Linked DNA regions of Sus scrofa: region 1 is linked to region 2. The links are chromatin contacts, called in public Hi-C maps. All regions are on one chromosome and are shown on one strand. Each heading gives the region's core, a stretch centred on a gene start, on an enhancer-like site or on the middle of the called end of the contact. The rest is flanking DNA. Distances are from core to core; before and after follow the strand shown.

The links. Hi-C and Micro-C count contacts between places; a contact is called where the count stands out from the background.
Region 1: a Hi-C map of liver shows a contact between it and region 2, with 10 times the contacts expected there. The contact joins two enhancer-like sites. A contact is called at or near these places in 4 of 47 Hi-C or Micro-C datasets (embryonic fibroblasts and liver).

What each region holds. Positions count from the first base shown.
Region 1 is chr8:68,282,371-68,288,776 of Sscrofa11.1, reverse strand. No RefSeq gene overlaps it. Among named protein-coding and RNA genes, the nearest start is that of GC, 75 kb to the left of the region's middle. Within about 2 kb of position 1,691, at least 4 of the 83 cell types and tissues checked have an H3K27ac peak or open chromatin away from gene starts, as enhancers often do. A contact at or near this core is called in liver, where this site is marked.
Region 2 is chr8:67,743,273-67,750,128 of Sscrofa11.1, reverse strand. No RefSeq gene overlaps it. Among named protein-coding and RNA genes, the nearest start is that of DCK, 40 kb to the right of the region's middle. Within about 2 kb of position 2,493, at least 3 of the 83 cell types and tissues checked have an H3K27ac peak or open chromatin away from gene starts, as enhancers often do. A contact at or near this core is called in liver, where this site is marked.

The DNA of each region.
Region 1 (6,406 bases), core at 442-2,941, 540 kb before region 2:
GCATAATTTTTAAAGTAGGTAGTCCTAGAGCTGAATCCTGGGTTTAAATAAAAGCTGTGTCCTCTGAATGAAGTTTCCTACACTTCATAAGCACAATTTCCCCATGTTAAAAGGAGGATTGTAACACCAATTCACTAGATTGTTCTGTTCACTTTGAAAATTAGCTGGTGGTCATTTAATATTATTTGAAAGAATACCAATATAAATATTAAATGGGATGATGTATATGAAAGCATTATAAGCTGTAGTGTGCTGTATAAACATTAGTTGCTTTTGCTGTCATTATTATTATCATTCCCGTGAGAGCCAAGCTTGTGGGAGAGTTAGGTAGGATGGAGTACTAGAAAGACAAGGAAGTTTAAGAACTGACTTGAAAAGCGTTAAATGTCTGAGTGTCTAAGAGGAAAGTGAGCAAGGCTGACAGTAATAAGCAATATTTCCAAGCAGAGGAAATTTGGTTTCACTGCTCCAGGTTCAGGGCTCCCTCTCTTTGGAACATGCATGGTTCTCTCCATAAAAATTCCTAATCCTATACTCTGTTCACGTACCAAAATTATTTCCACACTGCCATTTTTAAAGCTGGTTTTAGGAAAGCAATCTGATTAAATGATAATATTACAGTGTTGTGGAAATGTGGCTATTTGGGGGCTCTGCTACTTTGAACTGCCTTCTGATTTCCCTGTGGAATGTCACTCCTCCTTTAGTTACCTCTTATGGTTAAAATTCCCCCACAACAGCAGTAGTCTCTACATGACATTTTTCCTTTTTGCCTTGGTATTTTCTAATCTTTGAATAATAATTTGGAATTATAATAAAAAATAAAAACTTACTTTTGAAAACAGATTTAATTAAACCAAAATTTTCCAACAGTCAGGCTATTTCTTTTCCTTCTTCATTATCAGCTGCCAATTTTAAGCTTTCTAATCATCTAAATGGATTCCTCTAAGAGGACTTCTTTCCCCTCTCTCCCTCCCTTTCTTTCTCTAAAAACTAAACTCAGCACAATTCAAATTTAATGCTTTAATCTTTGGCTAACTTGTTTACCCTTCTCAGCTTTAGGAAATTTATAGCAGATAATGGTTTCTTGTCTTGTCTTGAGAAGTTTTCAAGGTAAATGCTTGAATATGGGTAGCAACTATCTGTAAAAAAAATACCTTGGTATTTAGGGAAGAAGAAACTGATCAAGAGAAGAGAAAGCCTAAAGTAACAGACTTGTATTTTCCTATCTCTGAACTACTTTCCAGATTGTCTTATTTATTTTAGCTGTATAGAAATATTATTATTTTCATTTAAATGAATAGCTTAATATTAAAATGTTATCGCTAGCACTGTAAGCACTATGCACACAATTAAATGTGTTGATTTAATTTTATTGTTAAGCTTTCATTGGAACCAGAAATGTTATTCTATACCCTCTAAACTTTTGAAATTTCTGACATAGCATAACTGCTTGCTCATAACCTTTTAAAGAAGAAATAATACTGGTCATGTCCAGAAGATCACAAGGATAGCTGAGACAAGGCTAAGAACCTAAGATGGGAAAAAGATGTAGAAGTCGGTCCAACTCAGAAAGGGGCTCAGGACCTGTAAGTCAAGGTGGATCTGAACCTGTGAGCTGTAAGCAGTAGAAGCACATATTGACTCTCAACGGCTTGCAAGGGTCAAAAGTCAGTTCAGAGCATAAAAGGGGTCAGAGCACACAGGAGAATCTATGGAGCAGAGGTTAAAAACACAGGCAGAGTCTGGTTACGGCTCCTGGGTAAAAACAAGCAGAAACTTTCCATTTGACCGTTCCCCTGTCTCACAAGTGGGTTTTGATGTGGTTCCTATAGAAATAGAGACAAACCCACATGATGTATCCAGGTCTGAATAGAGGATATAAAGGGAGAGTATGGATGAGAGAAGAGAGGGTAGAAATTTTAAGTTTGTTTTAGGGGGAGGGGCAGGAGAGGTACAGGACAAGTTCTCTTTTTTTCTTTTTCCACTTGTAATGAAGCTCTCTTAAATTAAAAAAAAAAAAAGAAAAGAAAAGAAAAATTAAACTCCAAATGTTTTAATTTGGGGATTAAATAATCAAGAGCACTATTTTGACCACCATTCTCACTTCTGCACTGGATGTTATTCTTAGACTTGGCAAGATATAACAAGTAAATTTAAGAATTTTAAGAAAAGGACAGGAGTTCCCGTCGTGGCGCAGTGGTTAACGAATCCGACTAGGAACCATGAGGTTGCGGGTTCGATCCCTGGCCTTGCTCAGTGGGTTAATGATCCGGCGTTGCCGTGAGCTATGGTGTAGGTTGCAGGCGCAGCTCAGATCCCATGTTGCTCTGGCTCTGGCATAGACTGGCAGCTACAGCTCCGATTAGACCCCTAGCCTGGGAACCTTCATATGCCATGGGAGCAGCCCTAGAAAAGGCAAAAAGACCAAAAAAAAAAAAAAAAAACAAACAAACAAAGACAAGGACAAGAAAAACTACTTTTACTATATCTAAAGAAACAAATGCTATCCTAACCCTTATTTTCCTGAGGGCCTTTGAAAGAATTGATGATTAATCACAAACATCTTGAATAGTTGGTTTAAGGATATGTCTATTATTGAACCATCTCCATCTCTGAAAAATATAACCCCAGGGTTTCTCCAGTGAGACCAATATCCTCCGTGGGGCAAAAATGTTGCTATGCTGAAAAGAGGAAGCAATCTTGTCCAAGACTGATGAAGGGAAAATAGAATACTAAAATCTTATTAACTTCTACAGCCCTAGAGAGCCAGAAACACTACCCCAGATTTTTTAAGTTTCATCAAAAATTCACTCAAAGGCAATATGATCCTAAAACTAAAACAGGGACAAATTAGGTCTTCTTGACAAGTACTACTTTTAATACTGACAATTAAAAAAAGAATGAAATATAAGTGTTTGTTTCCATACTTACAAAATCTCAAACCCAGTATTCAGTTTGCTGGATCCATGTTTGTCTTAAGGAAGTGGTGGGGAAGATACCTATAAAAAAAGAACTTAAAGATTTCTGTCAACAGAAACAGAATGATTGTATTCCATGTCATCTTACGTGCTGCTTTGTGTATTTGAGCAAATAGTGTAAGAATCTCAGAATGAAAGACAATGATGTAGAAAAGTTAACTAGGATAAATAGTGGCAGACTTCCTCAGAAAGCTAGATTTTTTAATTTTAAAAAATTTTTTAAATTTATTTTATTTTTTAAATTATTCCCCAAGACAATTTTTTTTCTACTGTACAGTATGGTGACCCAGTTAAACATACATGCACACAATCTATTTTCTCACATTATCATGCTCCATCATAATTGACTAGACATAATTCCCAGTGCTACATAGCAGGATCTCATTGCTAATCCATTCCAAAGGCAATAGTTTGCATCCATTAACCCCAAGCTCCCAGTCCATCCCACTCCCTCCTCCTCCCTTGGAAACCACAAGTCTATTCTCCAAGTCCATGATTTTCTTTTCTGGTTTTAATTTTTTTTTTTGTCTTTTTTTGCCTTTTCTAGGGCCGCACCTGTGGTATATGGAAGTTCCCAGGCTGGGGGTCTAATCGAGTTGTAGCCGCCAGCCTACGCCAGCACCACAGCAATGCCAGATCCAAGCAGTGTCTGCTACCTACACCACAGCTCACAGCAATGCCGGATCCTTAAGCCACTGAGCAAGGCCAGGGATCGAACCCACAACCCCATGGTTCCTAGTCAGATTCGTTAATTACTGAGCCACGACAGGAACTCCCATGATTTTCTTTTCTGTGGAAAGGTTCATTTGTGCCCTATATAAGATTCCAGATATAAGTGGTATCATATGATATTTGCCTTTCTCTTTATAACTTACTTCACTCAGGATGAGAGTCTCTAGTTCCATCCATGTTGCTACAAATGGCATTATTTTGTTCTTTTTTATGGCTGAGTAGTATTCCATTGTGTATATATACCACATCTTCCTAATCCAATCATCTGTCGACATTTGGGTTGCTTCCATGTCTTGGCTATTGTAAATAGTGCTGCAATGAACATGGGGTGCATGTGCCTTTTTCAAGGAAAGTTTTGTCTGATATACACCCAAGAGTGGGACTGCTGTGTCATATGGTAGTTCTATGTATAGTTTTCTAAGGTACCTCCATACTGTTTTCAACAGTGGTTGTACAAGCTTACATTCTGACCAACAGTGCAGGAGATTCCCTTGTCTCCACACCCCCTCCAGCATTTGTTATTTGTGGACTTATTAGCGATGTCCATTCTGACTGGTGTGAGGTGGTATCTCAGGGTAGTTTTGATTTGCACATCTCTAATAATCAGTGATGTTGATTTTTTAATTTGAAAATTTGTGAAAAGAGCAAAGATGAGTCGATATGGATTTAGGATTGAGAGCAAAACTTTGGTATGGATAAAATTCTTCTAATGTAAGTCAAGAGAAGCTTACCATTATCTTTTTATTCTGATAAGCAAATTAGTAAATACATAAAAGTTATTAATTTGGGGACCAATACATTAATTAGTTCCTAGAAATCCCTGGAAACCAAGTGACAAACTCTTGACCTTTATCCACAGCTCTTTTTAATATCAGCAGAAAGCAAGTAACAGGAAAGGGGACAATTCCCAGGGACATTTAGTAAAGCTTGTCCCCTACCAGGAATCTGGAAATTGAGTTTCAGCAGCCCTCAGAGTTTTGGCTAGGCAATTTCCCTCTCTGAGCCTTAATACCCTTATGAGAGGATAAAAGTGCGAAACAAACCACTAGTTGCCTCCGTATCCCCTTTACTAATAAATTCCTCCAAGTTTTATCCAGGCACAAGGATGCCCAGCCAGAGATTGGATTTCCAGGCTTCCTTTCAGCTAGGAGTCATCATGAAACAGCAACGGTGATTTTGCAATTTTTGTGGTTTCCCTTGGGATAAAGCCACTTGACTTGGACTCTTCCTTCTCCCATTGGTTGAGAAATACCAACAACTGGAGCCATCACCTTCGACCCAGTGGCTGAGGATGGCAGATCCTCCACGCCAGCCTGGGTTCCAAAGCCACATCACTGGGCAGGGAAGTCCCACCAGCCCTGCACCACTTCCCTCTGTTCTCTTATGTGGGAGAGGAGAAAAAAAATGCTCCTCTTTTTTAAGCTGCTTTAGTTTGGGTTCTCTTTTACACTGGCTTAGCCCAGACCCTAGGTAACGCAAAGTTCCTGAACAAATAATTGCAGAGCTATGTTCCAGTTCTGAATGGAAGAAATGTAACAGAAGAAACAGGCTTTTGCTTGAGGACTAAAACAAAAGGGAGAATAAACCTTGTTATCCTGCCAGTGATGATCACAGAAGCACATGTTCAAGCTTAAGATCAATTTTTAAATGATGGTCTTTTGTTTATCCTTAGCAACACAGACTCAGAGGCCCCTTTATTGTATCTTCTAATTGCTCTGTTAATCACTTTCAATGCTCTTCCATTTTACTACCATGCAGTATGACAATAGATTACCTTCACTACAAAGGCTCTCTTTACATTCCCACGGGCATTTAGTACAGTTTTATTATCCCCAGGCATAATCCTATGAGAAGATTAGATCACTAAAAGTAGTTTTCTGCCTATCAGCATAAGGCAGCCAGGGAGCGCTCGCAGATGATGTGGGGTTTGAATCCTTGAAATCCTGCAGCTTAGATTGGGGAGCCAGAAGGAGCTCTGGGAAAGTCACTGGAATCAGACTCGCTTTTGTTTATGCAAGTTATTGACCAAAAAGAAACTTCAAGAACTCTCTCATAGCTTTTGTAAAAACCCAGACTTAAATACTCAATTTTACACACACATACACACACACACACACACACACAATCGGGGGGAGGATTCTATCTGACTATGGGGCAAGCTGGAGAGTTTTACTGGAAGTTCCTCTGAACTTGCTCTAACTTTCCCTCTTCTATTTATTTGTTTGTTTAGTTTTTTATGTCAATGTAGGCTGTGGTTTTTTTCAATTTTTATTTTTTATACAATTTACTTTTTTCTTTTATGGCTACATCCAGGGCATATGCAAGTTCCCAGGCTAGGGGTCGAATGGGAGCTACAGATGCCAGCCTACATCACAGCCACAGCAACACGGGATCTGAGCTGCATCTGCAAACTACAATGCAGCTATGGTAACACCAGATCCTTAGCCCACTGATCAAGGCTGGGAATTGAGCCTCCATCCTCATGGACACGATTCTGTGTTCTTAACCTGCTAAGCCACAGCGAGAACTCCTATACAATTTTTAAAGTTACTTTTCATTCACAGTTATCACAAAATATCGGCTATGTTCTCCCTATTATACAATACATCCCGGAGACTATCTTGCACCCAATAGTTTATCTCCCACTCTTCCACCCTTGTATTGCCCTCCTCCCACCACTGGTAACCACTAGTTTG
Region 2 (6,856 bases), core at 1,244-3,743:
ATATAATCCCATTCATGATGTCCTCTGTGAAAAACACTGAAAAACAGCTCTGCTGATGAAACTGACTTATGTCGAGGAAAATTATAATCGTGGTTATCCGTGAGAGCAGGTAATGTGAGGGAAGCCTCAGCCAAGAGCCTTCCGAGGTACTGAAAATGTGTATTTTGACAAGAGGTGGTTAGATGCATGTATACAAACTTGTAAGTGTTTGTTTCAAATTTACTGACTGCTCTGAATAAATTATACCTCAATTCTGAAACACTAACCTGGGGTTTTCTCCCATTCAGCCACAACCTACTCAAGCCTGGGTTATGCGCATTCCTCTCTTCCTCCCTCATAAAAGGTCAAACTCACCTGTTCAGCAGAATTCCAGTGCCAGTCAGTACAAATGCAAAGTCACAAGAAAACAGAAACACAAACATATTTAGCTAGTGTAGAGATCAAAGAAAAGTAAATAATGAACTGTGGCTTCATCAAACATTTACAGAACAGTACAGGGCAGAACAAAGCAGCCAATAATCAAAACATACATTGGAATTTTTTTTTTTTTTTCCATTTCTAGGGCTGCTCCCACGGCATGTGGAGGTTCCCAGGCCAGGGGTCTAACCAGAGATGTAGCTGCCAGCCTATGCCACAGCCACAGCAATGTGGGGTCTGAGCCGCATCTGCAACCCACACCACAGCTCATGGCAACGCTGGATCCTTAACCCACTGAGCAAGGCCAGGGATCGAACCTGCAACCTTATGGTTCCCAGTCGGATTCGTTAACCACTGAGCCACAACAGGAACTCCCATACACTGGAATTATATTTGCTTTAGCACAACTGACTTTTAGATTTGTGATTGGTTTTTAAGTCTTTCCTTTAAGTCTAAAATTTTATGAAGAGATTACAATAAAATTTTGGCTGATTGTGGCTTTAGAAAACTATAATTTTTCAGTGCTTTTAGAAATTCTTTTTGAAGTTTAAAAGATACTCTTTTTGAGATTTGCGTTGCGCTGCAGTCCAGGGACCTGTATGTGTCAAAGCAGCTTCAAGGACTCTAACAGGACTAAGAAAATAAATATTAGTTCTTTTTCTCATGAAAATTTTTTTCTTTTTTCTTTTTTGCATGTGTGGGAGACTTCTCTACTTTCCTTAGTTAATTTACTTTCCTTAGTTCTTAGCCTCTGCTTGTTTCAGTCAAAAATATAACCCTGCCTACTGTCCTACCCTGATCCTCTTCCTTCTCAATGGAAGTAATTGTGGGTGGAGGGTAAAGAGCAAAGTCTTAGGCCAAGGGTGGCCAGTCAATGACCTCCAGGGCAAACCCAGCTAAGTTCCCTCCTAGCAGAAGCCACAATGTGAAGGTGTGGGACAAGCAAAGTAACTGCAAAACAAACTGCCACAGATGGAGATCTCCTCATCTGTGATCCATTAATCCTTTGCCATCGGCCTTCTTGTGAACAGATTAATTGCAGTAGAAAAGTATAGACATTTTGTAAAGAGACCAAATTTATTTTGGAAATGAAGACCATGAATGAATGTTTTTGTATTACTTGATACAACTTCAAATTGAGAGACAAAAAGAAAAAAAAACTTTTTTTTTTGCTTTTTTAAGGCCACACCCATGACATATGGAAGTTCTCAGGCTAGGGGTCGAATCAGAGCTACAGTTGCCAGCCTACACCACAGCCACAGCCACACCAGATCCAAGCCGCGTCTTCGACCTACACCACAGCTCATGGCAACACCAGATCCTTAAGCCACTGAGTGAGGTCAGGGATCAAACCCACATCCTCATGGATACTAGTTGGATTCATTTATGCTGCGCCACAAGGGGAACTCCCAAAAATAATTTTAATAGCTCAAAAAAAAGGAGGGCTAATGGTAGGGAGACACTGCATTAAATTCACCAAACAGCACCATTTTGTCCCACTAGCAATGGATTCTTCTATAGAAATCCTATGAATTTTGAGCTCATAGTAATATGAGGCCAGGAAACAATCAGATATCAAGAGAAGAAAGCACTTGACAGTATTAACAGCAATCATTCCCAATTTTATTCGATTTTCCCCTTCTTGGAAAAAATGACAAAGAAAACATAGAATTTATTCCAGCCCTGCTAAAATACATCTGCCTAAAATTTTTTCTATTGTTTTTGAAACAAAAACACCTTATCATTTTTTAAACTTTTATTATCTCTCCATTTTGGTAAATGCCTTACATCTCTGAATCCGCCATAATGAGACAGCTGTGTTATTACAGAAAGGGAATGAACCTGGATCTAGACCATCAAATTTGAAAATCATGACTTGGCCACTCACTAGATATAAAATGGAAAATAACATTAACTTCACAAGGGTGTCCTAAGAAGTAAAAATGTAGCCTGTAACAGCTTATACAAATATAAGGCCTGAGAGGGGCAATATTACTAGGTGGAAAGGACAGACTTTGGATCTAGAGAGATCCTGGTTCAAATCTCAGAAGTATCACTTTGACCAAGTTAAGTTCTCTGAACTCAATTGCTCCATCTGGATTGTTGCAAGGATTAAATATTAACTTGTATAAAGGCCCAGTCACTTAACAGACATCCAATAAATGGCAGCTATTATTTTGAAGTTTTTTTCCTTTCCATTAGTCACTTTTCATTCATCTATTCAACAAATATTTACTGAGTAATAGGCACTGTATTAGGATATAATGGTGAGTAAGACATACACAATTCCTCTCTTCATGGAGTTATTGTCTAGTTGGGAACACAAATAAACAGGAAAATACAACATAATTTTATATGTGTAACAGGGAAAGTATGTAGTGCTATGGGAACCCAGGTAAGAGATACTTTTTCCCAGACTTAAGACAGAACAGCAGAGCTTCTTGGAGAAAGTGATTCTGAGCTGAAAACTGAAAGATAAGTAGGAATTAGCAAATGAAGAAGAGGAAGTAAGGGAAATTTTCCAGGAAGGGACATGTGCAAAGACCTAGAACCAAGAGAGATCATGTTTATCAAAGAAAGCTCAAAATATCCACCAACATACACATTCTGTCCTGGGACTAGAATATAATACTCTCATACAGACCTTTCTGTCCTTTTCTTGTCCACTGACATTGACTTTCAGCCTTTCATCTGACAAATACCCATTGAACATATTCTTATCTTCAGCAAAAATCCTACTATGACCAATCACCATTATCAAGCATAAATTCCTGATTATGTGGACTAATAAATCACAACATGTATTTTTGTGCCATTCTGGAGATCTACAAGCACTGCATCGGACTGGATGATGATGAATAAATACCACTCTCTACTCTCCATAAGTTTAATGGTCCAATTAGGAAAATAAAATAGATTAAGATATAATAGAGTATGTGATTAATTACTTGAATGATTGGACAATAAATGTAATAAAAATTTAGACAAGAATGGATCATGATAAAAATCTTACAAATTCCCAAGCAGTTTACAAGTTATTTTCCTGATATCATTCATATGGTCTTATTACACACACACACACACACTTTGACAAGTTCATTGGTCACTGAACAAATGTTTAAGGGTCTGCTATTACATGTATACAACAGGAACAGAGATAAAACAAAGGTCCTAGCCATACGGATTTTATATTTTTGTTGGCAAAGGAAGTAATAAACAAAAAACAAACACTTCACATACACATTTAATCTTTGAAACAATTCCGCAAGGTGGGATTTATAATTCTCCTTTTATAGGAGAGACGTAGGAGGTCAAATAACTCGTCCAAGATCAGATAGCTAGCAAGTAGCACAGCCAAGATTTTAACCCAGTTCTTTCAGACTATAAAGCCCATGTCCAACGTCGACATTTCACTCTACTGCTGAAATTCTCCATTTCCCTGAACAAGAGCGGTCACTGGAGGCGTTTCCAATACATGGCTGTTCCTGAAATGGTGTGCCCAGGACTACCAAGTGATTCTCAAGCGTTTTGCCTCCACTGAGCTAAGTCAGAGACTCTGAGTCCTGCAATGTTCTTCCTTCCATCTGTACTGCTTTTGTGATTTTTAATTTCTATCTCAAATATATATCCAATGGTTCTATTCTATGCAATTCTCTTCTCTGCTTTAACATAATAAATTCTCCATTTATTTTCCTCATTCACCAAAAACAGTGGTAAATTATGCTCCCCTTCAAAAGTATGGCTCTAATGGGCTATGTGGCAACTGTGCTAGGTTGGGTTACTGCACTTGGACTTCTATAGGTTAACAACAGCTCTATCATTAAGCAGTTAAGTGCCTGGCTCTCTTCTACATTATCTCATTTCATCTTTTCAATAATACTGTAGGGTATTTTTAAATGTTCCTGTTTTATAGACAGGGAATTCACAGAGGTTGAATTACTTGCTCAAGGCCAGGCTAGAGTAAATTCAGGTCTTCCCATGTACTGTCTCCCACCTAAAACTACAGAATCACTGGATCCCTTCCTGTGTAGGCACCATTTCTACAGAATCCTTTCCAGTGATACAGTCTCTTGTAGAAATACATACAAACTGTGATGCTTATGAGCCTCCGTTTTCTCATCTATAAAAGGGAATCTAACTATTTATCTCACAAGGTTATTATGAGGATTAAATGATAAAGTATGTAAAGGTCCTTTGCAAACAATAAAGCACTTTATAAATTTCCCTGAACTTTCTTTACAAGTAAGTTAGACCTATAAAATCAAATTTATCTTTGAATTTAAGTCATTGTACATGGAGTCTCCTTAATAGAGTTCTGATTTCATAATTACAAATTTAAAGAGAAAAATATATCCACAGCGTTCCTTGGTAGGTAAAATTATTTTACATTACTACCAACCATAAGACTAAAATTTCAGTTTTTTTCTCAAACTCTTTTTGGAGGTAGAGGAAAATATCAACTTTGGTACAGATATAAGAAAATGAATTTCATCTTATGAAAGTGCAGTTATGTAAAATAATTATAGTGGCTGGCAATAGGATGGGCTTTAAATAAATTTTCTAATAATTTTATTAGAATTGTGCACATATTAAAAATATCAATATAATTATAATAAACATTTACCGAGCACCTAACATTTAGAAACTCATTTAATAAAATTCTCTACTTACAGGAAAATGATAATTTAACAATTAAAGGAAAGTTTAGCAGTTAAAGGAGAGTTAGTGTAGGAGGCTAATAAAATATTGGCAAAAGAAAAACTGCCTAGAATATATAGCCTGACTTTTAATAGAGCTTTTGGTAAATTTCTACATCCAACAACAGAAATGTTTCAGAACACTTTATGGAAACTACAGATATATTAGGTTAGATTTTATTAACTATAAAATGCCCAAAAGTATGCTCATTTAAAACTGATCCATAGGTATATTATGTCCCTTTTCCAAGTAAATGGAAAATTCAATTTCTCTTATTTACCTTCTATTTAACTTTCAAATTCGTATTAGTACATTAATCTTAAAATCTGTCATTTCTCAGATTGTTTCTGTGCTTCTTTCCTTGACATTCATATTGTTTCCCTGCCTTTTCTAAGGATTTTATTCTAATAGGCCATAAAAATAAATGAGCGTATATGTATATGTACTCAAATATGTATGTGAGTACGCAGAGTATTTGCATTTTTTTCTAAATAATAATTTCTCTTGATAATGAATAAAAATCAAATAAGGATAGAGGTTCATACCTTCCTCATTCCTTATGAAGGCAGGAAAGTGGAAATACATGTCTTTTGTGTTGCATAAGCCCATTTCACTAAATGAAAATACTTGTTTTACTTACAGCCAATGTCCTTCAAATTGCTTGTGGTGATGTTTTTCCATCAATGACGACTAGAAAATCAAAGGATTCCAGTATTCCACCTTCTAAGCTTCTTTTATCTCTGAAGGATGCAGGCTCAAGAATTGCCAAATGAGATGGGCAAAGGCAGCCAAATAGGGCTTCCTAGCCAAACTAAAAATAGCAGGTGGTGGCGGACAGATATACCATTTCTCTTTTGTTCTTCTTTTTTTTCTAAGAGCTAGGTGCCATAAACATGGCTTGTTCAAAATTAAAGCAGTATAAAAAGAATTATATTCTCTCTTGCCCTAAGATCTATACATGTGGTCAGTCAGGAAAATCTGCATGTTTTGCTAACAAGAAAGATGTGAAATTCAAGACAAAACCATACTCTGCATTTCTTATGGCAAGTTTCCCATACTCAATTTCCATTTATTCTGTATGGAAATCCAGCCATAACTTGCTGGAACCAAGAACTACCCTTGCCTTTTATTTTTCTTTCCTGGAGCTCCTTAAATAATAACATTAACATTTGTGTGCTTTATAATTTAAGAGGTCCTTTCACAGATTTTACTGGCTCCTTACAACAAGCCTGTGCCTTGGAAAGGTCCTACCATTATAATTCAAAAAATGAGAAACCTGAGGCTCAAAGAAGTTGAAGGTGGCTCAAGCCCATCCAGATATGAGTATCTTTAAATTCCCCATCTGTCTCTCACACACATATGCACGCATACACACACATGCCTGCACACACACAAATACTCCCTAAAGAGTCCAACATAAAATGACATTTAAGAGTTTAATTTTTAAGTTTCATACACACCTATAAGCATGTATGAATACATTCTATGGAGAAAATGTATCATAAATTTGGATTAGCAGTCCCTAACAAATGCTAAAGTTCTACAAAATAAGAAAATATGAATTTGCTAATCATATTAATTATATAATGATAAATTTCTTTAAAGAAGTTCATTTTCCAAATTATTGTTCATTTAACAAAGAAATTAAATAAGGAGTTACCATGAATATTTAAGCTTAGTTTGAAGGTGGGCACAAAGAAACTCACAGCTTAACAAGAAATACTGATGTGTAAGTAGTCCT